5 separate regions of the Mus musculus genome follow, and all the other regions are linked to region 2. A link is a contact called in public Hi-C, promoter capture Hi-C and targeted proximity ligation data. All regions are on one chromosome and are shown on one strand. The core of a region is the stretch at or near the end of the contact, and the rest is flanking DNA. Distances in the headings are between cores, read along the strand shown. Region 1 holds the start of Rln1 (relaxin 1). Region 2 holds the start of Uhrf2 (ubiquitin-like, containing PHD and RING finger domains 2). Region 3 holds the start of Jak2 (Janus kinase 2). Region 4 holds the start of Cd274 (CD274 antigen). Region 5 holds the start of 1700018L02Rik (RIKEN cDNA 1700018L02 gene).

The links. Promoter capture Hi-C pulls out the DNA fragments that hold promoters and counts their contacts. Hi-C and Micro-C count contacts between places; a contact is called where the count stands out from the background.
Region 1: a contact with region 2 is called in a targeted proximity ligation map of large pre-B cells, with 2.1 times the contacts expected there. A contact is called at or near these places in 1 of 39 promoter capture datasets (pre-B cells) and 1 of 130 datasets of targeted methods (large pre-B cells).
Region 3: a contact with region 2 is called in a targeted proximity ligation map of microglia, with 6 times the contacts expected there. A contact is called at or near these places in 1 of 39 promoter capture datasets (pre-B cells), 5 of 484 Hi-C or Micro-C datasets (B cells, CD4 T cells, CD8 T cells and 2 more), 1 of 130 datasets of targeted methods (microglia) and 1 of 9 other capture datasets (liver).
Region 4: a Hi-C map of CD8 T cells shows a contact between it and region 2, with 5 times the contacts expected there. A contact is called at or near these places in 3 of 39 promoter capture datasets (liver and stem cell-derived epiblast-like cells), 2 of 484 Hi-C or Micro-C datasets (CD4 T cells and CD8 T cells), 1 of 130 datasets of targeted methods (effector CD8 T cells) and 2 of 9 other capture datasets (adipose tissue and liver).
Region 5: a contact with region 2 is called in a promoter capture Hi-C map of pre-B cells, with 3 times the contacts expected there. A contact is called at or near these places in 3 of 39 promoter capture datasets (the C10 cell line, liver and pre-B cells) and 1 of 130 datasets of targeted methods (large pre-B cells).

Annotation. Positions count from the first base shown.
Region 1 is chr19:29,332,458-29,338,113 of GRCm38.p6, forward strand. It overlaps Rln1 (relaxin 1), which reads right to left and starts at 2,213. Exons shown (of 2, transcript NM_011272.2): 1 at 1,929-2,213. The coding sequence starts at 2,139. Gm52390 (a long non-coding RNA gene) reads left to right here and starts at 2,181. Exons shown (of 3, transcript XR_003952902.1): 1 at 2,181-2,293; 2 at 2,430-2,562.
Region 2 is chr19:30,029,024-30,034,740 of GRCm38.p6, forward strand. It overlaps Uhrf2 (ubiquitin-like, containing PHD and RING finger domains 2), which reads left to right and starts at 1,490. Exons shown (of 16, transcript NM_144873.2): 1 at 1,490-1,908. The coding sequence starts at 1,756.
Region 3 is chr19:29,248,706-29,254,299 of GRCm38.p6, forward strand. Jak2 (Janus kinase 2) reads left to right here and starts at 3,098. Exons shown (of 25, transcript NM_008413.4): 1 at 3,098-3,413; 2 at 3,732-3,814.
Region 4 is chr19:29,363,346-29,369,009 of GRCm38.p6, forward strand. Cd274 (CD274 antigen) reads left to right here and starts at 4,093. Exons shown (of 7, transcript NM_021893.3): 1 at 4,093-4,161. It also overlaps a transcript of Plgrkt not described here.
Region 5 is chr19:29,042,476-29,048,741 of GRCm38.p6, forward strand. 1700018L02Rik (RIKEN cDNA 1700018L02 gene) reads left to right here and starts at 5,008. Exons shown (of 1, transcript NR_028360.1): 1 at 5,008-6,254. It overlaps Ak3 (adenylate kinase 3), which reads right to left and starts at 5,486. Exons shown (of 5, transcript NM_021299.2): 1 at 5,204-5,486. The coding sequence starts at 5,354.

The DNA of each region.
Region 1 (5,656 bases), core at 963-3,462, 700 kb before region 2:
GCAATCACGCTGGCTATCAACAACACTATTTTTCATCTTTTCTAGCCCAATGTGGTGCCACACACCTTTAATCCTAGCATTTGGAGAGCAGAGGCAAGTGGACCTCCATGAGTTCAAAGCCAGCAGGTTTACAGAATTCCAGATTAGCCAGGACTATGTTAGAAAGATCCCATCTCAAAAAATAAAATAAAATAAAGTAACATAAAATAAAACAAAACCAACTCATTTACATGTTTTCTAACCTGAGTCATTTTCTTCATTGCCTTAGCACCATGAAAAAGTAGTCCTTGAAAACTATTTCCATGATTTTAGGAGTCCCAGAGTGTCAAGTTACTGCTTTAGGATAAAGTTTAAAAGACAGATATTTCCAGCAGCTCAGCTCTGACTAGAGAAGGATGGATGTCTCTGAACACTTACGGAGCAATCTTTCTTCCCTAGAGTGTTTGCTCCAAGTCAGTGGTATTGTATACTCAAGACAGAAACAGCCAAAAAGAACGCTTCCCAAACTGTGTGTTTCCCAGTGGTGCCTGGACCAATGTGCTGAGTGTGGTGTTTGCTCCCGTGCTGTGGGAAACCCTCTAGAACCAAGTGACCCCTTCCTTCTTTGTACACATTTACAGTTCAGCATTCACGGACTGTTTCCACCAGCAGTGTCAGTTAGGAGATTTACAGGAAAAAAAATTTTTTTTCTGCCTACAAAACTCTTTATAGTAACTCAGACCTTCCCCCTGCTCTTACCTATTCCAAATGCACAAATTTAGAGTGTTAGCAGACAAAAAAAACCTGGCAATGCTAATCAAGTTTAGATTACAGTGCAATAGCTCAGCTCTTGATGCCATTCTTCATGTCCAGCAGAACAGCGTGTCAGCTTACCAATCAGTCACTCCTCTGGAAAGAATGAAACCAAGGAATCCAAAAGGCACAGCCTAAGTGTGCAAGGGAGATACCAGGTTAGCCTTGGAGGCTTACCCTCCAGAGAAAGCCAAACCGTTCCCCTATACTGGGGTGCTCTGGGACAAAGATCCTTCCTAAGGGTCCCGTTGTCCTTTTAGCCAACAACCAACTTCAGCCGTTGGAATTTGGCACGGAAAGTGATGGCACTGTCACACCTGTTCATTCCAAGTCTAAACCAGTGACAGCAGGTGGCATTCTGTACCATTTTGTGTCTATCAGAAGTCCTGCCTTTTTCCTTCAGGAAGACATTCTAACTTTAACTCAGTTTACCAATCCCTCCTTGCTCTAAGATTTTGTCCAGTCAGAGTTTCATCGGCTGCCAAGCAAAGTTGATGTACTTAAAACCAGTAAGCAAAGGCCAGCTGTAGTCGGGGGTCAGAGTTAACTTACAAGCTTTTGTGCCTTGAAATTCCTTATTTACAACTATTTTTGAAATCCGTATGTTTGGTTTGTAGATAATAGACACAAATATAACATTTTAATCTAACTGAACTCATACAGGTATTCACTTTTTAATTACTAGATTTTGGATTCAAATGTTATTTTTATGACACTAATGAGTTTTCGGTCATGATAGTCTGCGTGCTAGCCCTTATTGATTTTCTTACATCCCCCCAACCTCTCAATTAAACTGCAAGCCCAGTTAAAAAAAAGATGCACAGCAAGGCTCCCTAGGTGATGTGTCTTACAAACAGGGAGCAGTAGTCCGCCCGGGCATACTCCACAGCCCAGATTTTGGCTCCCGTTAGGTCCTAGCTCCATTCCTAGTGTAAATGAAGCCCTTGCCTGCAGCATATCCAATTCCCTCTGATAGGTTTTCACTGAAACTCTGACCCAACCGAGCACGAGCACGTCAAACCTGAGGCTGGGGATCACAAACCTCCCCCGCCCCGGGGGGAGGCAGGGGACCTTTCCAATTGGTGGTCAGCCAATGGGAAGCATGAGAAGAAGGGGTGAGATGAGAAGGCGCTCACCAGTGGCTTGCCTGGCAAGCAGAGCTGGCTCCTCCTGGCTCAAAGCCAATCTTCCCACGGAGGCCCCGCAGATTTTGATCAATTCACGGGCATATTCACGGCCGCACATCCGAATGAATCCGTCCATCCACTCCTCCGAGACTCGCGTCCTGCAAGGCTGGCTCAGCAATAGCCAGAACCCCAGGAGCTGGAGCAAAAATCTGCTGGACATTCCGGTCTGGGCTGCTTCTGGGCGGCTCAGCCTTGGCGGGACTGGGCTCCTGCTGCTTCCCCAGTGCTCAATCCGGCTTTTATATCCCTTGGGAGCTCTCAGCACCAGTGTTGATGGTTCCAGCTCCACCCACTTCCCACCCTCAGCCTGCGTGGTATTGTCTTCTTGAGTCTCGTTCCCCTTACCCACCTTTCATTCATCACACCACCCTTCTGTCTTCTTTATTCTTGCCCCCAAACAACCTTATATCCCAAAATCACTTTGGATTTGAAGTTTTTTCTTAATTACAGAATAAGGCATGGCCCCTGGACTAAGTCACATCAGCAATAGAGACCACCTATCTTCTTACAAGCAAAGGCTTCCCAGCATGAACGTTTCTCTTGTTACCTTCTAACCCCACTAAGGTTATGGCTGCAATTGCTGGTAGGTCCGGTCATAGAAGACATAACGGGAGGAGGGTAAACTGTTAATTAAGAGGGAAACTGACTTTTCACCTGGAATGTGTTTTTTGTTTTGTTTTTGTTTGCTTTTGCTGACGTGAACCTTTTGTGATTTCTCTTAAGCAAATTCAGTACGGTTGTTTTAAAATCCTGTTGAGATTTGTAGGTTGGTTTTAGATCCTACAGTGGATATTCTGTTAGTCATAATGGAGAGAGAGAGAGAGAGAGAGAGAGAGAGAGAGAGAGAGAGAGAGAGAGAGTGTGTTTAATAGATAGAATCATAGTATCTGCACCATTTGACTTCCTTCCTGGCTACTTGTTTTCTGCGCACTTCGTTGCCTTATGGTTCATCCTAAAGTCTTTAGGACAATGGGGACCGAGAGCAGTAAGAGCCAATGCCCTTGTCTTGTTCTAAGTATCACAGGAAATGCTTTCAGGTTCTCCGCATCCGATATGATTGTAGGCTGCTGCTTGTTGTACACTCTTGATTATGTCAGGTAGCAACTTTCTTTCTGTAACTTGCTTTAAATAATGATACAGTGTTGACTTTTATCCAAAGGTTTACCTGCTTATATGGAGATAACTTTTACAGCTTTTGCAATTCATTCTGATGATATATTACATTTATTGATTTGCATATGGTAAACTACCCTTGCCTCTCGGACTCATCCACCTTCATCACCATGAATGATCTTTTTGATGGTTTAATATTTTGTTGAGTGGTTTTGTATCTATGTTTATCAATGACATTGGTTTATAGTTTTGTTTGTTGTGTCTCTGTTTCCTTTTGGTATGGAGCAATGCTGAACTGAGAGAATAAACTGATTCTTTGGAATACTTTGAGAATCTGGTAAGATTCAGCGACAGAGCCACCTGGGGCTGAACTTCTCTTTGTTGGGAGACTTGGTTACACATGCTCCATACTTGACTTAGTCTCTTCTGGTTGTCTATGTCGTCACGGGTCAATCTTGATAAGTTTATATCTAGAAATTTATCCATTTTTTTCTTTTCAAATTTTTAAATGAATTTGATTTATTAGACTGTCCATAGCATATAAAGCCCTTTTAGTTTTCTTCCTTTCTCTCTCTCTCTCTCTCTTTTCTTCCTTCCTTCCTTCCTTCCTTCCTTCCTTCCTTCCTTCCTTCCATCCTTCCTTTCTTTTAACGTTGTCCTCAATGAGGCAACTATAGTATTTTGTAGCAAACATAATTTAAAAACCAAAACTAAACAAACTCTCCTCAGTTGTGGTACCTCAGCTGTTAGTTATAACCAGATTAAAGACCTAAAACTCTACAATACATTAAAAAAAAGGCACTGGAAATTAAGCAAACATTCTTGACTCTAACTGGACGAAGTCTTACTAAAAAAACCTAAAATACAAAAAAAAAAAAAAAATTGTCTTGAGTTATTTGGCCTTGATCTTTGTCTGTAATTTTAGTCAGTTACATCTTCTCCTTTATTTTGTCTCAGTTGTTCTAACTAAAAGTTTCTCAGTTTTGTCCATCTTCTCCAGAACCAGCCCCTCATTTCAATTATAATTTAGTCTCTACTTACTTTTTGATATTGTTATTTGATATTGTTACTTTTTGAATTTGTTATTTTGGATTTGACCTGCCCTTGCCTTTTGGTCTTTGAAATACACAATTTGTCTGTTATTTGAAATCTCATCATTTTTCTTATTGCTATAAATTTCCCCTTGCTATTGACTTTTATTTACTTATTTTTTTAAAGATTTATTTATCCATTTTATGTGAGCACACTGTTGCTGTCCTCAGAAACACCAGAAGAGGGCATCTGATCCCATCACAGATGGCTATGTGGCTGCTGGGAATTGAACTCAGGACCTCTGGAAGAGCAGTCAGCGCTCCCAACCGCTGAGCCATCTCTCCAGCTGGCTATTGACTTTTTAAAAATTCCTTAACCTTTCTTGTGTTGTTTCCATCTCTGCAAGTTTTAAGAATTTTCTTCTTTTAGGCTCAAAGTTATTCTTTTACATAAATTGATTAAAGAGATACAAGAAAAGAGAGATACATTATGGCTTTTTGACCAATCATCAGACTAATATAGTATAATTTTTTAAATTATTAATTGTGGTAGGAGTCTATAGACAAGACTGAAAACAATTTTGATTTCCTTTGTTATTTCTTTAATGACTTAGTATTTACTCAGTATCAGTTGCTCAGTCTGTGTAGGTTAATACAATTTCTGATGTTCCTTTTATTCTCAATCTCTAGCTTTATTCCTTATGATCAGAAAGATACACGTGGTATGATTTTGATGTTCTAAAGTGTGCTCTTTTGCTTTGCTGTGCTCTATTGTAGAGAACGTGGGCGTGCGCATGAAAGGCGTGTGCACTCGGTAGCTGTTGGGTTGAAAAGTTCCACTAGTGTCTTCAGTGTGGGTTAGTTCGGGTGTTTCTTGGCATCTACATGTCTGTCCCCTGTTGAGAGGATGCTCAAGCCCCCACTCTGACTGCGCTCGAGATGTTCTCCCCTTTGTCTCTAATGTTTTATAGTGTTTTATAAATTGCATGCTATATCATGGGTCAGTGTTCATCTGTAATTGCTATGTCCTCTTGCTGAATGGGTCACTTTTCTTTGTCTCCTTCTGCAGTTTATCTCAGAGTGACTATTACCCTGTGCAAGTGTAGGTGCTCCTGTCTGCCACTGCTTTTCATTAGTGTGGAATGCTTTACTATCTCTGCCTAGTGTATGCCTACTGGTGAAGGGAATTTCCTGTGGACAGCATACTGTTGCTTTGGGCAATTTGCTGAGTTATTTATTTCTAAGATCATTGGACCTTCATATATATATATATATATATATATATATATATATATATATATCCACTTAGCCTGTATCTTGTTAGTTTCTGAAATAAATATTTTTCTTTTTATTTTGACAGCATGTTAATTTTATGTATTCTTATGGCTCAGTGTGACATTTCAGTTCATGTGTACAGCATGTACCAGGCAGACCCAGCCTTCCTTTGTCCATCCCTCCCCACCTTCTAGGTTTCCACATACATATCTAGTTTTGGTTTTGGAGGATTGTTTGTTTTGTTTTGTTTTACAACCT
Region 2 (5,717 bases), core at 240-2,739:
TTCAGCCTCTCTCACCTTCCCACAGCTTGCTTTTTTCCCTAAGGCCTCCTTCCGCACTCTGTTCTATTGTCATTCTAAATACTTAAACACATCAATGCACATTTCAAAAAGCCCAGGTTTCCCCGGGAGGCCTACAAAAGTCTTTGAATGCTAATGTTCACACTTGCCCTTCATTATTTAGTCAACCTCTCTCAGAAGTGTAGTGTCTTCTGATGTGTGAAAATGCACTCCCAGTCTTTGCTTAAGCACCCTATCTTCTTTGAATATTCCCAGTTTATCTAAATTCTCTTAATAACAAAAGCTCTAAAATACCTTCTTGTGTGCTACTAAGGGAGTGGCAAGGAAGCTAACATTCCCTCGGTGTTTATGAGCACTATTTTACCTGGAGGAAATTGAAGCAGTTTGTTCAAGATCACAGTTAAACAGAAAGACTGCAATTCTCGCGCGTCCCAACCCGTGAGCCCAAGACTCAAGGCTTCAGACTGCAGCACACCGTTGGCAGTGCACCACGAATAACAGCCCGAGACCCTAGCATATCCTTGTAACAACAAATAGTTGATCCCTTCATGGGTCAGATTAGATGTTCTCAGATGTATCTGTTGCCTTATCAACTAAATGTTTTAGTTAACTAGGAAGCTGTCGAGGTAACTTAGAGGCTCTAGGTATATATATATATATTCATATCTCGAGCTGACGCACATTTCACTCTTCCTGTATTTCCATTTAGGCCATCTTGACTAATCAATTTGGTTGTTACAAAGTTGTGCCTCTTATCCTCATGGGAATGATTAGTACTGACATTACGGATACCGGTGAATGTAAGATAATGCGTTTGCTTTGCTTTCTCTCTTAAGTCTTCCATTTTTGGATGGGTCCCCTGAGTGTGGGGGCCGTATCCCGCCCTGGGATCTCCGGATTTTTGGATCGGAGGTGTACAGTCCTGCAAAGCCAGGATCCCTGCGGCTAAAGGCGCCCTTAGCGCAGAAGGCCCACTCGGTCAGGTCCAGCTCCCGCTCCGGCTCTCCGGTCGGGAAACGTGGGTGCGAGGCCTCTGCCCTGGGGCCTCCCGGAAGCGGGTTTCCTCGGCGGGAAGCACGTCCATCAAGCCGACGCGCCCCGGGAGAGGCCGCGTGGCGGGCGCACACCCTGGTGTGAAGTCTCGGGAACGTAGGCTGCATCCCCATTTCTTGCTCACGCCAGCGCGCAGCACGGCTAGCTATTGTTCGTGCGTTTTTGAGACCATGGAGTCTAGGCCTCAGGAGACTGCGAGGTGACCAACGACAACGAGGGCACAGGGCGAGCTGGCCTCGGCGAGCCTGCCCAACCCCGCCCTCCTCCGAGTAACGGCTCTGGAGGCCCCGCCCCCTCCCATATTAGCGCCCCCCAGGCTGTGCGTGGGGCGGAGCCCCGCGTGGATCTCGCGAGATCCGGGTTGGCGCCGTGACCTCCATGTGGGAGCTGCATCTCTATAAGTAAACAGTGCGCGCCGCCGAGCCATGGCTCCTTCCTATTTGTGAGGCGCGGGCTGCGCTCGCACCTCGGGCGGGTTCCGGTTTCCTTCCACCGAGGAGGGGCGGGCGGGCGGTCGCGCGGTCTAAGAGCGTCAGTCCTCGCCCGCACCCGCGTTCGCCGAGTCGCCGCCGCAGAGAACCGGATCCTCCCGGGGAGGCGGCGGGGACCGGGCGGGGCGCGGCGCGGCGGCCCGAGCGCAGGGCCAGACAAAGGGGCTTGGTCCCCTGTCCCCGTGCCGCCGCGATGTGGATCCAGGTCCGCACCATCGACGGCTCCCAGACGCGCACCATCGAGGACGTTTCTCGCAAAGCCACCATCGAGGAGCTGCGCGAGCGGGTCTGGGCGCTCTTCGATGTAAGGCCCGAGTGCCAGCGCCTGTTCTACCGGGGCAAGCAGGTGAGGCGCCCCGCGGGGAGCCCGGGCGCGAGCAGCCGGCGCCCCGGGACGAGGCTGGGTGTCCAGGGCTGCGCCCCGCTGTGCTCGGGATGGGCCGCTGGCGGGGCGCGGGATGCGGGGCCTGGAGCTCGGGCCTGCGGCTGCCCCCCCCCTCCCCCCAAGCGCGCCTAGCGGGTCGGAAGGTGCGGGACGCGGTGTTGTCGCTGGCAGCGGCCACGGACATAGCCTCCGAGGGTCCTGGGGGATCCTCTTCCCGCCTTTGGGGGGGGGGGGGATCGGAGCCTGGAAAGGCAACAGGCTCCGGCAGCCATGCCGGGGCGCGGGAGGGACGAGCTGGCTTTATTCGCAGCGCCGTCTCCGACTCCTCTAAGGACTTGCTTCTTTTCCGTGCCCCCGGCTCCTAGATGCGACGTGGAAAGGGAAGCACCTTATCCCTGTTTCCTCACTAGAAGGATTTGAACACTGAACATCGGAACGGTGGTAGAATGCGTGCCCCTCCTTCCTTGTCGTCAGTCTCAGACTGGGGATTTGTTCTGTAAAAGATCAGAGACCTCTAATTTAAGGAACGATGTTTGTAACCTGAAGTCGGGTTTAAGTCTGTTGAATATACGGACAGATTATTTCCCCATAAACTTTACCTCTCATCTTTGTGTGTCCCCTAAGTTCGGGCTTTCAACTCAAACCTTTCAGCATAATCAGCAGTAATTCAAAAAAAGCCAGAAAGTTGTGTTGGGCCACAAGGGTGCTTGTGGGCATCTCCGTTAATTTTAAGTAAGGCTCTGCCTGATGAGGCTAAGACGTTTCCTATCCAGTAAGTCTCAGAGTCTTATGATTAGACACCCAGACCCACATTGTTTTTCTTGCCTTTGTCTTTAGTCCACTAAAAAAGTTGGCATCCTGCAGTCAGTTGACCACAGTTTGGCTCCAGTCCTGAGTTTTGAATTAAGTGCAGTTCTCTCTGATTCGATGGAAGTAGCCTATAAGCCACAAAGGGTTTAGAAGGAATATTTTTGTTCCCTTTACAGATTTACAACTTCTCAGACTGGTCAAAATTTTCTAAGTAACAGATTATACAACCGGCAAGAAAAAGCCAGGGTTTTGGTAAAGTGTTTGGAAGGCCTCTGACAGAAAACCTGTAGCACTTTCTGCTCTTGTTGTATCCACTATATTGTTTCTTGAGTGTTTGACCAGTAAAGAGTTTACTTGTCTGGAAAGTTGGTTTTTAAACAGTCATACCTATTAAATACTTTGTAGCATTGTATTGCTGTGCCTCAAGTGGCTATTATCTTTTCCTTTTGGCTATCAGTGAAAGCTATACAAATAGTAATAATATTGTACATTGACTCCTAGAATAGTTGGGCGACTCCAATACAAGAAATAGAAATGAAAGATGACTTATGAAATAGACTTACACTAATAATCAGAAAATGGTTCCTGGTTGGGGGTAGAGAAACCCTAGTGGCCAACCCCTCCCCCCATTGTTAGTGATTCACTACTTCTCTCTCCACAGCCCAATAACCATTAAGGATAAAAAAGAGAATTCCAGTGCCAGCCTTTGACTTGAACACCAGAAAAGGAAAACCGTTGACTTTCTTGTGAATGATAACTAGCCAGGGCGTAGTTCCTATCTCCTTTTGTCTTGATGTTCTCCAGATGATGGAGATAGCAAAGCAAGTCTTTAGCAGGCAGATAGTTAAGTTGGTACCAGAGAGAGGGCTAGCCGTTTCCTGTAAAGTGAGTTTATGTTTAATAGAAAAGAGGTGTTCTTTTTCATATGCTTTATTGTCATAATGTTATAAAACAGGGTGAGGTTTGAAAAGCAGTGCAAGGAAGTCTACGTTTTTTTCTTTCAGTGTGTATGGTTGCTTTGCCCACATGATGTCTTTGTACCATATGCATGTCTGGTTGCTACAAAGACTGGAAGAGGACTTTAGGACATCAGACCTCCTGGAACTGGAGTTTGAGATAACTGTGGGCGCTGGGAATCAACCTTGTCCCCTGGAAAAGTAGCCTGTGCTCTTAACCACTGAGCCATCTCTTCAGCTAGACATGATCTTACATACCACACACCGGGCTTTGATCTTTAACTCTTAGAATGTAGAGCTCCTGAGACTATAAAAGAATTCCAGTTTTCCCTGCCTTCTCTTGTCATCAATATTGGGATAGTCAAGTAGAATGTAGATGTGGAATATGAACCATATTGGAAGAAAAACTAAACATTTGATACTCTATAAATTCTTTGTTTTCACATGGAGTAAAAAAATGAAAGTATTTGTCTATTTTTTAAAAAAATGTGTGTTATTTATTTCTATCATGTGACAAATGACACAGCTTCAGTGCCTCTACTCTACCCTGAGTTCTGGCAGTGACTTCCCCTGGCTTTTTCTGGCCTCTGACACTTCATTTGTTTCCCCTTTGGCTTTCTTTGCATCTTTGGTGCAGACCTTTCTACTTCCTGGAATTTCTTCCTTAATGCAGTCAATATTCACTAGTGTGTTCTGACAACGTCGCAACCATTTCTCTTTCTTCCGAATTGAAAATCTTGTACCTTGGATGTCTAATATGGCAACTCTCAGCTATTTTACTTCTATGAGACATTGACGGTCTATAGTTATATGTGTCTTTCTATGATTTGTTAAAGACTAAAGCAAATTTGCATGTTTACAAGATGGATTTTTGTTTATTTTTATATAAAGACTAAATCTGGGTTTAAGATTTGATACTTCAGGACATAGAACAAGACTCAACATCTTTAAGAGTCAGTCAATAATTTTGATTTAAAGTCAATAATGAGAATACTGCTTTGCATAAATATGTAGTACAAAGTGGCAAGTATGTTTAGGACTTTTCCAGAAAATGTTGGGAATTCTGTCTTAATCATAAATTCATTCAATACTTTAAAATGAAACTCAGGTCAGTAATTCAGATAGCAGTCTTTAAAATCAAACATTTAAAATGACAGTATAAAGATAGATTAATTTGATACTTGTTTGCTGAAGAATGATGCAGGAAAGTACTGAGAGTCACTTTTCTATAGTTCAGCCATTATGTTTCTAGGAAAGCAGAAAGCCTCATAGGTACAGTAAACATGGAGCCCATGAGCTGCCTTTGGATCTGAGTGAGAGGGTTCTAGGGAGCGTGTTTATTGGCAGTTGTCTGTCATGATGGCATGCAAAGTCACTGCTGTGCAGCATGGACTTCTGACAGACAAGCATTATCTTTTTAATTTTGAATTAATTTTTTGAAATTGCACATTCAAAAACTTGTCTGGTTTTGTTCAGGGTCCCGTCACAGTTATGGGGCCCCATGTGGATCTGAGGTCAGCAGTTGAAGAAGCAGGGTTCGAGGCGAGCTCATCCCTTCCTTCCTGCTCCAGAGCATAATTTGGGTAGCAGATACCGTTGGATCTGTACTTTGATTAACTGTGGAGGGACTGCAGCGGTCTGGGTTATTTATTCTATTATTCTCAATGACTTCACAGAACGTGAGGCCTTGCTGAATAAAACTGGCTTTTTGCAGTGAATAATAGCGACTGTTTTAAAAGGACTAGAAGGTTTTCTGTGAACTAGGAAAGGAACATCATGGGAGGGGTGTCATAGTCAGCTCGAGGAAAGATGACTTTCTTTAAGGACGTTGACGTTCTATAGTTATATATGTCTCATGCCAAGCTACGCTTAGTGTTCTACTCTAGCCTGAGATGTTACCTTTCCTAGCAAACGAAGTGTAGAAAGCGAGTCACTGTCAAGGCGTTCTTTTTGTTTTGTAGTACTCCTAGGGTCTCTCTGACTCCTGTGCCTCAGGCATCAGGT
Region 3 (5,594 bases), core at 1,848-4,347, 780 kb before region 2:
GGAAAATGGGTGGAACTGAAAGTCATCCTGCGACAGAAAGTACACTGGACTCTAGAAGACAAATGCCTTTGAGTCCTCTTATCTAAGGAGCCTCCTCTCTCTCTCTCTCTCTCTCTCTCTCTCTCTCTCTGTGTGTGTGTGTGTGTGTGAAGTAGAATGTGCACAAGGGGGGAAGAACTGTTCTTGATTGCGAGGAAGGGGAAAGAAAGGGTAATAGAATATACTGACATGAGAACAGAAGGAGGTGCTATTTAAGAGGGGGAAAAGGACCAAGTAGAGGAGGGTGAGGGGGATGAGAGAGGACAGTGGGAGAAGACAATGAGTCAGAAGAAAGTGATCACACACACACACACACACACACACACGTTATAATGAAATCAATTACTTTGGATGCTATTTAAAATGAATGAGATTACAGTAAAAATGCCAGTCCCTACATCTGTCTCCTTTACAACTCAGCTTTTATCAAGGGTGGCTAAGACAGTTTCTTGGGGTGCAATTGTGACAAATGACTCAGGATTACTGACGAGATAGAGCGTGTTTTATACTTCCCAGCTTGATGGCATCTGCAAATTGCCCCTTCCATGGCTGTAACAGACATTTAATAGCTGTGCTTAAGGGCTTTAAAATACTTCCTATCCAATCTTCAAAATGTCTCTTTAAGTATGATGATGCTATTATACTCAATCCTCGTATTCTGATGAGAAGGATATATTTTTCATTACATGGATAAACAGGAAGCTTAGGAAATTGAAGTGACTGTCTTGGTAAAAGCCTTGATTGAAACCTGGGCCACCTAGCTTCTACTGCATAACTTCTTTTTTAGGACTGTCTACTTTATGTGTATAGTGTTTTGCCTGGACATATGTGTAATACATGTATGCTCAGTATCCAAGGTCAGAAGGAGGCCTGGGATTCAGTTCCAGGAGACTGAGATCCTAAATTACAGATGGTTGTGAGATACCACGTGGGTGCTGGGAACACTTGGCCATGAATTTTCCAACCTAGGCTTGCTTTGTTTATTTGAAACCAAGTCTTGCTATGTAGCCCAAGCTGGCCTGGAACTCAGAACCTTCTTGCCCCAGCCTCCTGAGTGTGGTATCACTTATGGCTGGCTTTATAGCACAACAGCCTAAGAACTATACAAAGATATAGAACACAAGGGCTGATCTCACACAGCGATACAGTCTTGTTACTGTTTGCCTATGGAAGGCAGCTCTGCTACCACAGAGAAAGGACAGAATCTTGCCTCCTGTCTCTACACCCAGTGCCACAGCAGACAACTAGCTATTGACTTTTATTTTTCCAGTCTGGCCATGCTAAACGTCCTAAATCTAAATGTCTTATCTTCCACCCCATACTTGTTTGTGCAGAGTTTCTGAAGGTCATAAAAGATTTTGTCCGATTCCTCAGAACTCTCCCTTATCTTTATTAGAGAATGCAGGAACTCTGTGAAAAGATTAACAGGTGGAACAAATCTCTAGCTTATGCCTCTACTAGGAATCGCATCTAGTGCTGGAAAGCATTCTACTACAGAGTGAAGAGAGATCAACATTCAAGACTATCATTGGCTCACTCTTACCTCACCGAGAATGATTTTCACTGTAAATGAGAATGAACAAGTTACTCAGTTTTCCTGTGTGGGTTGACAAAGGACTTAAATCCTATAAGCTTACTGTTAATCATCTATTTTTTTCTTGCCCACCTTATCTTTAGCTTTGGTGACATTTACTTAAAAGAAACCATGCATTGTGTAGTGGCCCACACCTTTGATCTCGGCATTCCCCAGGCAGGTAGGAGGATTTCTGTGAGTTCCAGGCTCACAGACTCAAAAATAAAGGAAAAAACAAAAAAAACAATAGATGTAAGATCTGAATAACAGCATCCGTCACGTATATAAGGGGACGTGGGTGTTGTGAATGCTTCATTTCGGTTGACAAACCTGGGGCTAAGAGAAAAAATAAGAAGCCCTATACAGAATGACCCCAGTTATTTCTTTGTCTTCTTATTTAGCCCCTTTCCTTTTACTGTCTTCCATTGAGGGTTCTTTCTTGGTCCTTAAAACACATTCCCTTTTCAGAATCCTTTTCATTGTTAGCTTCTTTCTTGAAACCAGATAGTTCCAGGACTGGATCGTTCTCATCCTTCACATTTCTGCTCAAATGCCACTCTAAGAGGTCTTTTCTGGTCATCTCAAAATAACATCTCCACTCACCTTTGTGTGTGTGTGTGTACCCGTTACTGGCAATCACACACAAAGAGCAGTGCAGATTTAAAGCCTCTTTTCTGGCTTCTATGAGAATAGCACATGCAGAATGGGTGCTGCCTTCGTCTCCTCTCCTGGGAGCCCTTGCCTAGCAGGGAACAAATTCTTGAATGAATGAACGTGGCTCTTTGGGACCCTATACGTCGTTTCTTCTTCCAAGCGGTCCCTTCGCAGAAGTGGTGGTTAACTGAAGTCAGGTACTTGGGTCTCAGCGCCCGGTCCACGGTGCCACGTCCCCTGGGCCGAGCGCTTAGGGCAGGGAGCCGCCTGTGGAAACGAAAGCAGGAAGGGGAAAGTCTCCGCGGAGGCAGCGGCCGCCAATCCTATCAGCTCGGACGCAGCGGGGCCTTCCCGGCCGGGCTGACTCATTCCCAGCCGTCTCCTCCGCGAGCCGAGGCCGCAAGCACGCTGCGCCAACCCGCACCCGCCCCGCTCCTCCTCCTCCTCGCGCGCTCTCGCCCGGGGGCTGCCCCGGGAATCTCCACGCGCGCCTCCGCTTCCCCGGAGCCCGCGGCCGCCTCCCCCGTCCCGGCCCAGCCCCGCAGAGCGGCCCCGCGGGCGGCGCAGGCGCAGTGGGGCGTGCCGGCCTCCGCCCCCCCGCCAACCCCCGCCGGCTTGCCCACGCCCCGCTCCGCCGCTCGGGGCCGCTTTCCCGAAGCTGCACCGCGCCGGAGCCCGCCGAGCAGGGCAGCTGAGCCGGCGTCGCGGGGCCGAGCGGAGGCGGCGTGCGGCCCCTGGAGGGCGGAGACGGGCTCGGCGCGCGGTGGGCGTGGCGTGGGCTGCAGGAAGCTGAGGCAGAGCAGAAAGGGGGCAGCAGCGGCCACCGCCGGCCTCCCGCCGCGCTGACAGGCTGGGCGGGCCCCCGCTCTGGGCGAGCTCGCGCGGCGTCGGCGCCTCGGCCGCGGCCCCGGCTCCGGAGGCGCCCGTCCGTCCCGGCGAGGGCTGCAGGCGGCTGCCGGGTCCGCCGCTGCGGGATGTGAGTGCGGGCCAAGCCCGCGCGGGAGGGCCCCCGAGGGCCCAGCCTGGCGGCCGCTCGACCCTGCGCCCGGCCCGGGGGCTCCCTAGACCTCGGCCCGCCCGACGCGTCTCGGAGGAGCGGATCCTGCGCGCCTCGGGGCGCTCCTGTGTGGCCCGACCCGTGTCGCCGGTGGGTGCAGTCCCTGGCTGCTGGATGGGGGCGGGGGGCAGCGGTTCTCCCTGCGATCCCGCCTCCTGCTTTCCCCTTAGCCCCCTGCTACTGGCAGGGAACTTCAAAGCTAGAAAACCTGCGGGTTTCCGACAGCCTAGGAAGGAGTGGCTAGCTGTTGATAAATGCATGCATCCCCTTGTGCCTTAGAACCCGACCCCCCCTCTTTCTTATTCTTCTGTACATTTTTCTAGTCATCTAAACAGCGCAGAAAAAAAAAAAGAGAGCATCTATTGGCCCTGGGTTTTTGAGTTAGTGACTTGCTGCTTCTGTTTTTAGGTTCCTGAAGCAGGCGACGGGAACAAGATGTGAACTGTTTTCCCTCCCCAGAAGAAGAGGCCCTTTTTTTCCCTCCCGCGAAGGTGGGTGTTAGCGCTCGGGGCTGCCTGGGTGCTGCAGTTAAAGACAAGGGTGTCTGAGATCTGCGAGCCAGTGCCTGCTAAGAAGGCTGGATGCTTGTGTACAACGGCAGGACTAATTGTTGCTTACTGCGAAAATGGCAGTGTTGAACTTTTCCTGTTGCTGTGGGAGAGTAATTGGGTGGTATTTATTGTGTCTCTTGGATCCTTAAAGAAGCGGTCTTTGTTGGTTTTACAGTGTGGTCTTGCAGAGGAAAACAATAAGTCGTCTCTTTCTCCCCCTTTCTCCCCAGTCTTAATTTTCAAGGAATTGAAATAACCTGTTGAGGGAACAAATTGGTTGTTTTTGCTGGGTTTCTGCTGCCACATTGAATGCTTCCTGTATTCACCTGCTTGCTTTGTTGGTTGATTGCTTTCCGGTGGTTACTAGTCTATCAGGGGAAACTCCTTTTCCCTGAATGAAAGGACCGAGCCGCTGAGTGTGTCACAGAGAGGAGGAGAAATGCGGAGAAGGGAAACAGAAGTGGGAATAAAGAAGCCGGAGGTTGCTTTTGGTTTCATAATAGGTTTGTATGAGTGAGTTGTTGGCTTACTGCAAATATTCTCATATAGTTCCCAGCGGATTTGAAAATGAATCATCAATTTCTGGTCCTCTTTCTCTATATCCTTTACCTGTTTACTGTTTACGGTTCCAGCTATTAAGATCATTTGGTTGTATGTGAGCTGGCTTGAGTGTGGGACGTCTGCAGACTGGATGTGCCCAGGACTTATCCTGAGAGTACTGAGCGGTGCTACAGGCATGAGCATTTACCTGTACAGGAGAGCTGCAGTGTGTGGAGGCTAGATAAGCACTTATGTTTATTTTGGCTTTTGTGGAGTATTGTGGAACTTGCTCTGTAGACCAGGCTAGCCTCCAACTCAGAGATTTCCCCTGCCTCTGCCTTCCAAATGCTGGGATTAAAACCACCACCCACCGGGCTTCATTTGTTTCTTTTAGTGTCTTTTCCTTTGTAATTTGAAGGTGTCTTGAGTAAGGTGTCTTGAGTGTGAAAAGTAAACATATTTTTTTTTCTCTACTTTACCCAGATAGGCTATTCTTGAAAGATGGGATCCCTTTCTGGCAAAATAGAGAAGACCATTGGCTTTGGAGTTAGATCTGAGCGTGCAGTCTTAAGTTAGGATAATGGTGTTCTTCCCATTTAACAGCAGTGTTAACTTAAAATTTACTTTCTCAGAACCTTGTGTGGGGGTCGATTGGATGCATGCAGAGCAGTAAATGGTTTGGTCGCTTCTGAACGTCTTAGCTTCTCAGAGCTGGGCAGGCAAAGGAGGTTCCTAGCTGGCCCGTGCGTAGCTGGTCAGTCCCTGGTGCGGCTTCCATAGAGCATAGAGAAACTGCATGCTAGTGTATCTACAGCCTCTGTATGGAAGGGTTTGATGCCTAAGCCCCGTGGTGCTGCCCCCTGGTGGTTAAGATGCGCAAAGACTTGTCCTTTGCTCCTCCCCCATTACACTGTTTTTCCTTTTTAGGCTCCCTCGCTTAGTTCTTAGTTTCCCAAACTGTGTCAGGTGTTAGAGCACCAGGGAAGGCTGGCTCTCACCACTTAACCTGAGGTAGTTTCAGAGGTAGGAAGTTCCATCCGTTCCTATGGGGGTGTGTGTCTTTGTAAAGCTGTATCTTCAGAGTTTACTGTATGAAAAGCTGCTATTTAGTGTATGACAGTGTGGAACAAGAAATGACAATGTGGCAGTGCTTAGGATGATACCAAGGGGCTGAGGAATT
Region 4 (5,664 bases), core at 2,843-5,342, 660 kb before region 2:
GACCCAGTTCTATTTCTGGGCTCCACATAGTGGAAGGGAAGAACCCATTATTGTTAGCTGTCTTCTGACATCCCTAACTGTTCCACGTATGAGTGTGCACTTGCGCACACAGAGAGTAAATACATGTTAAATGGAAAGAAAAATTAAACAGGTAAACTATAGCATGGATTATGGCTCCATTTCTTGTTGGGACTAAATAGTAGTCCAGTGTATGACTATAAGGCATTTTGTGTGTCCATTGAGACCGATGGACATTTGCATGATTCTATTTAGTCTAGTATGAAGAACATTGCTAGTTTTGTGAGCATGTTGTCAGTTGTCTTGGGTAGTAGGGGTAGAATGGCTGGGGCATACAGTAGTAAGTCAAGGCCTTAAAATCCACACACTGTGATTGATGGCAGTGGATGAGGACGCTCACCTGACAGTCCACCTGTGTGGCCGCTGTGTAGCAGACACTGGGGCATCGTTCCGGGTTTCACTCCCACTTGTATCCTTTCCTGAACACGTAAGCTTCCACAAGTTACTTGAGCGAGATGTCTCCAATTACACAGCCCTGAAGTGGAGGTGACTCCAGGAAGCACAACTCATAATACAAGTTAGGTAACCTAGTGTATGCACCCGTTTTACTATTACTGACACTTTTAATCATTACTGTGATTTCATCTTATTAATTTGATAGGCTTTTTTTTTTTTAAATGATGCTGTAGCCAAGGAAGACTATTCCGAGCAGGGGCCGCCGGTACATCTCAGAGTGTAACCTGAATCAGATGAAGCTTCATGTGGCGCAGCCCAAGCATTTCATAGCATCCCAAGAGAAGCTTGACTGGGGAAGCCCTGGGGAATAGTGATGAGGGTGTGGGCTTTAGCCTTCCTAGGCTGTATGTAAATAACCGCACAGCTGATGAGCAGGAAACTTGTAGCTGTTTCTCTTTAGGGTGCTTTTCAGCTGTGATGTCAGTATTGACTAAGCACCTGCTTGCTAACTTCCTTCTCCTGCAACCCATGCAACGCACATGACCCTGCTCTCAACCTGTGAATCTCAGCCTGTTCTCCTCCCCTGAGTGATCTTTTCCTCTTCCTCCTCCTCCTCTTCCTCATTCCCCTTCAGAAAATAGTCCCTGAGCTCTGAGAACTAGGGCTGTAGAGAGCTTATCCAGTTACGGGCACCCCAAAGCACCAAGGTTTGATTCTTAGCAGCTTACAACTAACTGTAACTCCAGACCCACGCAGCCTGACCCTTGCTTCTGGCACTCTCCAATGACTTTGCATTACCACTGGGAACCAACCTTTCTCCTTAACCCTCCAGGCCCTCTGAGACGTGATGAGAGCCAGCCTTTCAGTCTAGACTGCAGCACAGTAATATTCTCTGCAGGAACTGTCCACGCTTGCTCCCCTTCAGCCTTTGCAGTTTGTCCCTCCTGCAGGTTGGGTATCTCCGGAATCACTTTGTGTAGTGCCTTACCCTTGAGATGGTTGCTTGGTCTTCATCGTCAGCTAAGCAGACTGGGAGCAGCAAGGAGGTTTATCTCCCTGAAATGAGTAGGCCAGGTGGGGTATGAACAGGAAACAGCAAGATTAGAAATGACATTAGAGATTTGTTCCACTCTTCAGTCTTGGCTAGCCGCTGTTTTTCTCTTGTCTGACCGTTTCTCTATTCATTTTGTCCAAATCACAAAAACTCATATCATTTTCAGGGATACTTATCTCCTTGCCTAGGCTATTTTGGCTTATGTGTATTTTTGAGATGGTGATTTTATACACACACACACACACACACACACACACACACACACACACACACATATATACATGTATACATGTATGTGTGTGTGTATAAAAGTCACATCCTCACTTTCTATTTCTGGAGGATACCAAAACTTCATTAAGGGGGCATGGACAACTTCATGGGAGAATAAATGTCGGAGGAGTAGAAACAGGTGGAGGAGTGGGGGTGGGGCGACTCTTCAGATTACTCATATGCAAATCAGCGAAAGCAGCAGGCCCCAGTTCCCATGGAGAGCTTCAGAGAGACCAGGTTCAGTCACCCCTTGCCTTCTCTGTGGAGAATTTATGTAGACTGTAAGCAATGCTTTAACAAAACAAACAAAACCAAACCACCTCACCTCTTCTAGCTTTAGAAGGAATTCACATATCATAGAGACTACTAAGGGGGTGTGGCTTAATCCTCACCTCTCAGATCCTTATGGAACCAAGGGAACTCAGCTAAGGAGTGGGTCTCTAAAGTGAATTTTTTACAGATCTGAATAGTCACAACCATACTAACATATCATAAAGCTTGGCCAGGCGTGGTGGCGCACACCTTTAATCCCAGCACTGGGGAGGCAGAGGCAGGCGGATTTCTGAGTTCGAGGCCAGCCTGGTCTACAGAGTTCCAGGACACAGAGAAACCCTGTCTCGAAAAACCAAAAACAAACAAACAAACAAACAAACACAAACCTATTAACTAGAAATATGTTTTGTCTGTGCACGTGTATATACACACACATATGTTTAGACTGAATTTCCACATATAAAGTCTATATTTTATTTTCAGTCAGCCAACTAATGTTATCTCTAACTTTAATTGCTTTATTCTATTATTGGGGTTCAAAAGACATTTGGAAGAGGGACTATCTCAGCTGAGGCTCTGGTCTTATTCCAATTTTATTGTTGCTGTTTAGAGTGCCACATTCTCTATAGATCCTTTAGGCAGCATCAACCCCAATGACTTCCAAGTTAAAAATGGAGATGCTTTGAGAATGTGAAAATCTCATTACAACTAAGCCAGCGGACACCCCAGTATTCACCCAGTGCACTACTTTGGAATAGTAGTTTTAGTAAGTAAGTGGGGGAAAGCAGAGAATGAAGAAGGCCCTTGAAGTCCAACAGTGAAATGTTTAAAGATGACAGTGCTCTGTGGAGTTCCCAAGGTTTTGTCTTGGAAAAAGTCCACACTTCCAGTTCGCAGAAAGTCTTTCTCAACATCATTTAGAATAGACTTCCCCCACCTGGATCCCGAGACTGGCCGTGATCCACAGCGTTCACAAAGGGCACGGTTCGAGATGGGAAGTTCTTGAACGGCAAGACAACTGGTTTCATTATGTCGAGGAACTTTGAGGAAGTCACCAAATCCACGATTTAAAAATATATTTCCTATTATACAGACACACCTACTTTCTAGAATTAAAACTGAGTCATTTGCTTGATATTAACTCTATAGGTTGTATAACTCTATATGTAAAGTCATGTCAAGACTGTCACGTATCCACGTATCCAGAAAGGGCTTGAAAGAGATGGGGAATCGGATGGTAATTTGAAGTGTCTGGATTCTGAAGATAAAATTTAAGTCAGAGATCTTATGACTTCAGATATTTTGCTTCTAAAGCGCTCACTGCTCAAGCCTGAAGATTTGAAATTCGGGTCCTCATTACCCATAATAAATGCAGTGATGGCCCATTTCTGAGACCCTAGCCCTGGCAGCAGGGGCGCGGATGGGGATCCCTGGACCACGCTGGCCGGCTAGTTTGGCCAGCTGCGAGCCCGAGGTTAGGTAAGAGAGACCCTCTTTCAAAAATCAAGGTGGGAGCTGTAGAGGAAGGCAACCTATGTGGATCTCCAAGCACACGCTCCCCCCCACCCCCACCCCCGACCTCAGGTTCCACTCCCACCCAAAATAGAGCTGAGTTGTTTACTCTGGACTGTTTCTTTGAGGGAACCTGATTTACAAGAAAGCTAATGCAGGTTTCACTTTCACTTTTAGTTTCGTTTTTAAATAGTGTTTGTTTGTTTTTGTTTTTATCGACAGCCTCTCAGTAGCAGCCCGGTTGTCTTGGAGCTCTCTCTATAGACCAGAGACTCACCTGCCACTGGCTCCTGAGTACTGGAATTAAGGCGTGTGTCACCGCACCGAAGCCTAGTTTCGTTTTTTCTTAAACTGTGAATATCCCAAAGCTGACTCTAAAGTCATCCGCAGGAAATACTATGAGATAAACTCATGCTCAAAGGGACTGGGTGGCTTCGGTTTCACAGACAGCGGAGGTTGGACAAGGCTTCCGCGGAGTGGGCGGGGCTCTGAACTCGAGATAAGACCAGGAAATCGTGGTCCCCAAGCCTCATGCCAGGCTGCACTTGCACGTCGCGGGCCAGTCTCCTCGCCTGCAGGTAAGGGAGCATCTTCTCGCGGAATCCGCTTGCAGGGCACTTTAAAGAGCCAGAATCCCTAGACCTTTTTAGGACGGAGAAGGGAACCGGTTTCCTGGGAAAGTTAAGAACTCAGAATCCGCAGTTTTGTGTGTTTATGGATCTTGTGGGTAGGTAGCTGGGTCAGAAGAGATGAATTAATTGGTCCTAGCGCGACTTGACTGTTTGCTAGCAATGACTGGGTCTTTCCACTTGAAGCATCTCCGGAGGTCCCTTCCTCTGTCGAGGTCTAGGATGCTGGAGCTTAAGATTTTCATTCTATCTGCCCAGAGAACCTAAAGGATTTTTGGAAGAAAATGTCCCAAACAGTTCTTAGATACAGTGACCTAGGCTATGTTAAAGTTTAGGTTGGGGTTGTCATAAGAGGTGAAAGTACAATATTCTATCTTTTTTTAAAAATAAATTATTACAGGTGCTTTCCTATGAATTACTTAGCCAGTTTTTTTTTAATTGCTATATTCCATTGTGCTGGGTTATTAAAGGGCATCACTCTCCCACTGAGGAATGCACAGGTTAGTAATAGTGCCTTACTAGCTCAGTCATCCACTGACCATCTGTGTATGTGACTGTCTGGAATATGGCTAGGTATTTCATTTAGATAAACTCTTATATGTATAAGTACTTCATTATGTTTGAGTGTCTGAAAGGCCTTTGTGTAGAAAAAAAAAAAACAACAACCTGAGAATACATTCCAGAAAGTATCCGCAGCTGATGATGATAGTGACCAAGCGGTGTTTAAGGAGAACTTTATACAGGGAAAATATTCACCTTTCCCAGCTGAGCATCATAGATAGGAAGACATGATAGTGGTTATATGCTGCTCTAAGGAGGGATGGAGAAGGGATGGATTTGAGCACAGGGTTCAGGATCATTTGATAGAATTTGAAAACTGGGTAAATTTTCACTCTTTTGAGAAAGGAAGTTTGCATCTGCTTCCCCTCCCCGCCCCAGGCACTCTTCCCCCCCCCATCCCCCCCCGTGCCCCCCCCCCCCATGGGAAGATAAAGAAGTGGCGTTCCAAGATCTTCATCTGGACTTCCCCTGGGACAAACCTATTTCCCCATCTTGAATGAGCGTCACTTCTTTACTTTAAACTCTGTTCTGTGAAAGGCTCTCAGCTCTTGTCTGGGAATTTGTGAAAGGTTACAGTTTCTTGCCGGAGGGAGGGAGAAGGTGACCCTGGACTCTTAGCCCATGTAAGAGGTGCAGGTTTAGAGGTCAAAGGCCATGCTGATTTACATGGTCCCTGAATTTCCCCTTTTGATCTACTGCTCACACCTGCACCCTGAGAGCCAGGGAGGGGAGGATATGATACTGAAGAAGGTGACTATCAGACCCAACCCATCACCTTTCAGACTTTATACTAAGCTTTAAAGCAGACTCATAAGCAATAGATAACTGTTCCAACTGAGTCTGCCATCAACGTAGGAAAAATTAGGTACAGTCTTCAGTGGATATCATGTA
Region 5 (6,266 bases), core at 3,758-6,257, 980 kb before region 2:
CACACACACACACACTTGGAGGGAGGTAAGAGGCCATGCCTCAAAACTCCCCTCCTCAGCATTCCCCAGATAGCCCTAAGAACATGCTAGAAGTAAATATGACTATGCTAAGTGATAAAAAGCCTGGGAGGAAAACCCTCAGACCGTCATTTCATTTCTGCAACATATCCAGAATGTGGGCATTGAAACATACAGCAGTGTTGCCAGAGGCTTGGGTGGGGTGGGTAGAGATGGGAGTGTCTCTTAGGTATGAGGTCTCTTTTGTGGGTAATAAAAATGTCCTAAAATCTGTTGTGGTAACAGTTACCCAACTCTGCGGCATACTTATGCGCTGGATTTTACATACGCTTTCAATGTGAACGTTGCATGAATCATCTCAACTAGGCAGTGCTGGGGTGAGATGAAGCGAACTCCTGGAAGGCACGCTGCCAAGGGTTCTGAACATTACGGACCTGTGCAGCCACTTACAGAAAACACAAGGGCAGTGGTTCTCAGCCTTCCTAGCGCTGTGACCCCTGAATACAGTTCCTCGTGTCCTCCTGGTGACCCCAACCATACAATTCTTTTTGTTGCTTCTTCATTACTGGAATTTTGCTACTGTTAGGAACTGTAATGTAAATATCTGTGTTTCTCGATGGTCTTAAGTGACCCCCAGTGAAAGGGTCACTCAACCTCCCCCAAGGGGTCTTGACCCACACAGGTTGAGAGCCACCATACTAAAAGGAAGACAGATTAGCATCAAGTCATGTGTGCATAAATGTTTGTTTGTTTGTTTGTTTGTTTAGTTAGGTTTTTAAAGATGAGGTCTCTTGTAATCTTGGTTGTCCTGGATTTGTCACCCATAAGTTGAGAGCCATCCCACTAAGGGAAGACAGATTAGAACCAAGTCATGTGTGCATGAAATGATTTTTTAATTAATTAATTTATTTATTTATTTTAAGATGAGGTCTCTCTGTGTCAGCTTGGTTGTAGTGGACTTGCTCTGTAGACCAGGCTGACCTCAGAGTTACTGAGATCTACCTGCCGATGTCTCCCAAGTGCTAGAATTAAAGGCATGCGCCGCCACCACCAGGCCTGTGCATGAAACATTGTACAAGGCTCTCATGGCTAAATATTCATTTAGATTTTTTCTTTTCTTTTCTTTTCTTTTTTTAATTCAAGCCACGTAAATGTGTTGACTATTACAAATTACCTTTATAAAAATCACCTGTTTTACCCTCAGTCTGAGCTAGTTCTCCACACTTACACTTCTGGTCTACACAATAATACTTGGCCATCTGGGCACAGGGGCCCACAATGAGCTACTGAGTTAGACTCTCCCTCCATACAGATGATAGCAAAGGAGATCTAAAGGGTTGGCTCTCTAGTCTGGCGTTACAGATGAAGCACCCACCAAGGAGCTAGACTAGATTCTGCGCTCACACGCTGAGGCTACTATGGCTGCCATAGATGAAGTATTCTATTACTGTTTCCCTTAAGCAACACGCCTTTTAAATAAGTAAGCTAAAATGTTCATAAAATAATAAGGGTTTTTTTTTTTTGCAAATGCACTTTGAAATAAATTTTTTTTAAAAAACTACCTAAGATTCTATCATAAACCTCAATTTTGGAAGTCCTGATCTGTGGGGGAAAATGCATAATTAACTCTTGGGGCCTGGGTTTCCACCCTGGTACCTCAGAAAATGCAATTTATTTCCATTTTGGTTTTTATGTATATGAGAGGGATTTGAATCCTTGGGCACCCTTGTCTAGGCCCATAGTAATGGCTCTGTATCATCCACTCCAGGATATGTGCTGCCCGGGTCAGGTGAATACAGAAAGGCTGTTTATCACTACGGGAATTCTTCAACCTCTGTGGAACTCAGTTTTCTCATGAAAGGAATGAGAGGATTAAGTCTCAGATTGTAGCCGGCTGACTGCTCCGTCCTGATTGGTCTAAAGTCTCGGGGTCAGCTGCTGTCACCAGGGCAACTGGTGTTTCCAGTCATTGTCATCTCCTCTGAGATGACTGGTTTCTCACATAGACTTTTTATCTTAACAAACACCGTTTCACATCTTGCATTTTAAACCCAAGTAGGAAACAGTGACGTGATTACTGCTGGAAGGAATGGATGCTATCACCATGGCCACCGAACACATGCTAAACGGTATGGTCAGGGTTATAAAGAACACTTACGAAATGATGGGTAGTTTCCAGAAATTCCACCCCTGGAATTTACTCAAAGGAAAATAAGCGAAGTTGCTGCCAGCTCTTTGGATTCACAGAACTGTTTATTATAGCAAAGAACAGTTAAGAACATAAATCCCCAGCTAATAGGGATCCAAGGTACGGTGCTTGATTCGCATGCACAGAGCTTGAGATTCCGTTTCTGGCACTGGAAAAAAATGGATTAGTCGATATCGGGCAAAATATAAATGTCTTGTTCAGTCTTGGTGAAATTAAATCTGAGATGATATATAAGCATGCTCACAACTCATGAGGATACAAAGCACTAACAGAAAGGGGAAAGAGAACACCAAAGGGTTAATCCACGATCTCCAGGTGAGGCCAGTCTATGCAGGATGTCAGTTCTCCTGTATTCTTCCCTCTATCCCTCCTCCCTTCTCTCCTTCATTCGTTCGTTACTTTGTTCCTTTCTTCCTTCCTTACGATTTAGTATCAGAAAACATGAAGCACTTTTTCAGAATTTGTTTTCGGGTTTGTTTTGGTTTGCTTACGATTACATCTCATTTGCTTGATTCTGTGGGAAATATCTAATCCATTCACAAATATTTATTGAGGATATATTCTCAATATATAGAGAGAATATAGGCTATATTCTCAATATAAATTTGCAAAAGTCCTACACAGGACCGGCCAGACATCACTTAGTAAAGACTACTCTACCTGATAAACCATTAACATCTGTGGGAACAATCTCACGATGCCTCCCAAGCTTTGTGTTCTGCCCTTACTAAGGGATTGTTGTTATTTCTTTGAAGAACAAGTGACCCCGACATCCCAGGACCTGCAGGATTTCAAGTATCAACTAGCTGAGTGAGCATCCCAAGGGACCTGGCTGGGGCTTCCCTCTGAGATCTGTAACTTTTCCCAGCTGAACAAAGACCTAGCTGCCTGTGTGGACCTTGAACTCTGAACTGCAAAGACTTCTCTCACGAACTTTATTTAGTTCTCCTAGCAGAGCCAGAGCATCCGCAATTCCAACCCTGATGAAACTGAGTCAGGAGGATTACTCCAAATTCAAGACTAGCCAGAGCAACTGTCTGAGACCCTGTTAAAACAAAACAAAACAAAAAACCTACTTCCAATAATGAATCTTCAAAGTTTGTATTAAGAAAGTATTTGTCTTTCTGTGTCATAAAAATGAACTGAGCATTAAAACTGCCGAGTGGGTGGCTGAACAACTTTGTGTGTTCAGCTCCTTGGTCTCTGTAGTCTCTGTCCATGTTTCAGAGATGCAGTCCTGGGCACCCTGAGGCTTAACAGGGGTTAACGTGTAGCAAGAAACATTGTTTCTTCATTTTTCAGAAATGTATTTAAATACCCTTTCATTTACTCTTTTCAAATGTTCTGTGTTTTCCTACCCATGAGCATTCTTTGCCACCCACAGTCAGGCCAGCTCTGAGTCGGTATGCAGGTCACCCCTAAAGACTTCTACTGTACTTTGGATAGCAGCAAAGTCTTCAGGACTTGGGACTGTTTGCAGTAACTCGCATTGCAATCTGTTGCACTAAGAACATTTAGCAAGAGTCAAATAACCTTTCGATAAACTTTAATTAACTGCAGCCTTTATTATTTCTTAAGGTCGACATTAGAAGAAAACGAAAACATGCTTGAGGGGTGCAGAGGATCGAGCCAAAGAAACTGAAAACTGTGGGTTTTCACACACCCCCACCCCCACGCACACACTTGAATATCAGTGTCTTTTAAACAAACAAAAAACACCCTTTCCTAGAAACTAGCTATACACCCGCCAGGAGGGAGTGGAGAGGTAAATAAATCGCGGTAGATTCAGCAGACACAGGGTAAGCAGTGCAGTGCGGAACCGGACAACGTCTCCATATGGGATGGCAGGCTGAATGCAGTGTGCGAAAACACTGATGTGGAGTAAGTAGATGGTAACTTGATACACTGAGGTTGTAAGAAGGAGCTTTACACAAAGACATTTCCAGAAGGAGATAGACTGTTTCTCTCCGAGGTTCTGGGCTGAGGTAGGGACTAAGAGAAAACTTTGCTTTTTACTTTATACATTTCTGTCTTCCCTCCTCTCCCTGGCCTTTACTTTCTTTTTTTTAAAACCTTGAACAGGTATTATTTCTGTGTAAATAAGCTTCAAATGAATTTTCAAAATAGGCACTAGTTTGAAATTGAAGGTCAACACTATTGTGGAGAAACACATCTAGTGCAAGCTTTTAAAAAATAGTTTACAGCTGTTAGTTGGCTGGCGCCTGGAATCCCAGCACTCACTAGGGAGGCTGAGACAGGAGGATGTCAAACTTAAGTTAAAGTTATCCTTGAATACATCGAATGACACTGTCCCAAAAAATAAATTTAAAAATGCTTTTCTTAAAATAGAACTTACCACAAACCCACCCTTTGTAAAGTGTTGGCTAGATTTTTTGTGCTGAGTTAGAAGACTTTGGAAGGAGAAACACAGCAATCGTTTATGTAACTGTTACAAGGACAACTTTAGTGACTAAGAAATGTCTGGGGGCATCAAAATCTAAGCCAACTTTGTGACTGCAATGAAAATAAGTAATACTTGACCTTGCAGAGAGAAAGGTCAGAATTACAAGATCCCACGGAGCTTACCATGGGCGGGAGGGGGGGGTGTAGGGAAAAAAAAAAAAAAGAAGCTAGCCCTGGCAGAGCCAAAGCCTGCCTTCTGCATACAAGGACACGTGGAGAGACAGGCACAGCTCCCCCCGGCTGGACCCCCACCGCAGCTGCCAGCTGTGTCGAATGAGCTTCTAAAAACAAAGCCAAGGGCTTTCCTTCAGTCTTTGAACTTCCTAGTCCTTTCCTTCCCCCTCCCCCATCTACCCGAAGCTGCCCACGGAGGCCAGAGGATTCGGGGCGCAACGGCTCTTTCCCCAGGCGAGGTCGGGGAGCGCTGCACCCGCGTCGCAGGACCCTCGACCCCGGCCCGCAAAGCCCCGCCGGGACGATCGCACGCCGCCAGCCCTCGGTCTCAGCTCCCACCTGTGCCCTGCAGCATGTTCTGGCGGAGCAGGTCCCCGCTGGAGAGGTGCTTCAGCTCGAAGTGTTTGGTGATGCGTGACGACACGGTGCCCTTGCCGGAGCCCGGGGCCCCCATGATCACGGCGCGCAGCAGCCGCCCCGACGCCCCCATGGTGGCTGGCGGTGGTCCGAGCTGCGCAGACGCTGGTCTGTGGCCTGGCCTGCGCGCTCACAGGCTCCGCGGCCCTGGAGGGCTGGCAGCTGCAAGCGGGCGGTGGCCAGGACGCCCGGCTCTCCCGGAAGTGAGCGACGGCCACCGGGGCCGCCCCGCCGGCTGCTGCACCGCCCCTCCGCGCCCCTGCACCCCACTCCCTTGAGCTCCACCCGGCGCCTCTTGGCATCCCCAGACCCTCGTGCCCTGTGCTGCCTGGTCCCAGCCTGCAGGCTGCGCCCGTCTGCATTCTCCCCAGTGGACAACCTCTGAGCACCCCGTTCTACTTCTAGTCTCCCGCTGGCACCTCTGAGTGCCTGGATTTCATTTTTTTCCCCCCTCTGTGTTCACCTTTTTCACCCTTAGTCTTTTCTAAGAGCCAAGTTCTGTCCTGCTCAGACCCAACAGGAAGCAGCATGCCCCCGTGTTGTGTCCCCTCGGCCCCTCTGGTTCACCAGGTGTTCCCCACCTTTTCACACCAATCCTCCCTTGACCTTCTTCCCTCTGCCTTTTCACCCCATTTCCTTCTCCTCCAGGGGTGACCTGGAACCCTCCTCACAGAAGCTTTCATCAAGTGAAGTATGTGTCTCATCTCCCTGAATCCACTTTCAGAACCAAAAGTAGCTGTCACCGTTAACTTCCGCAGAGGTCAAACATACTAGCTCCTTCAGAAATGCATTCATTTCAGGAAGAGCTACCCAGTGCCTACTGTGTGCCACTGTACTTAGAGGCCTCCGAGAATGCTATGCTGAACAAACCCGAGTTTCTACTGCTGTCCGTTTGTTTTCTTGCTTGTTTGTCCAGGGGTGGAAGTAAGGCTTTTTGAAACAGTACTGTGAATAAAAACAATAACAAACCAGCAGGCAGCAGTGA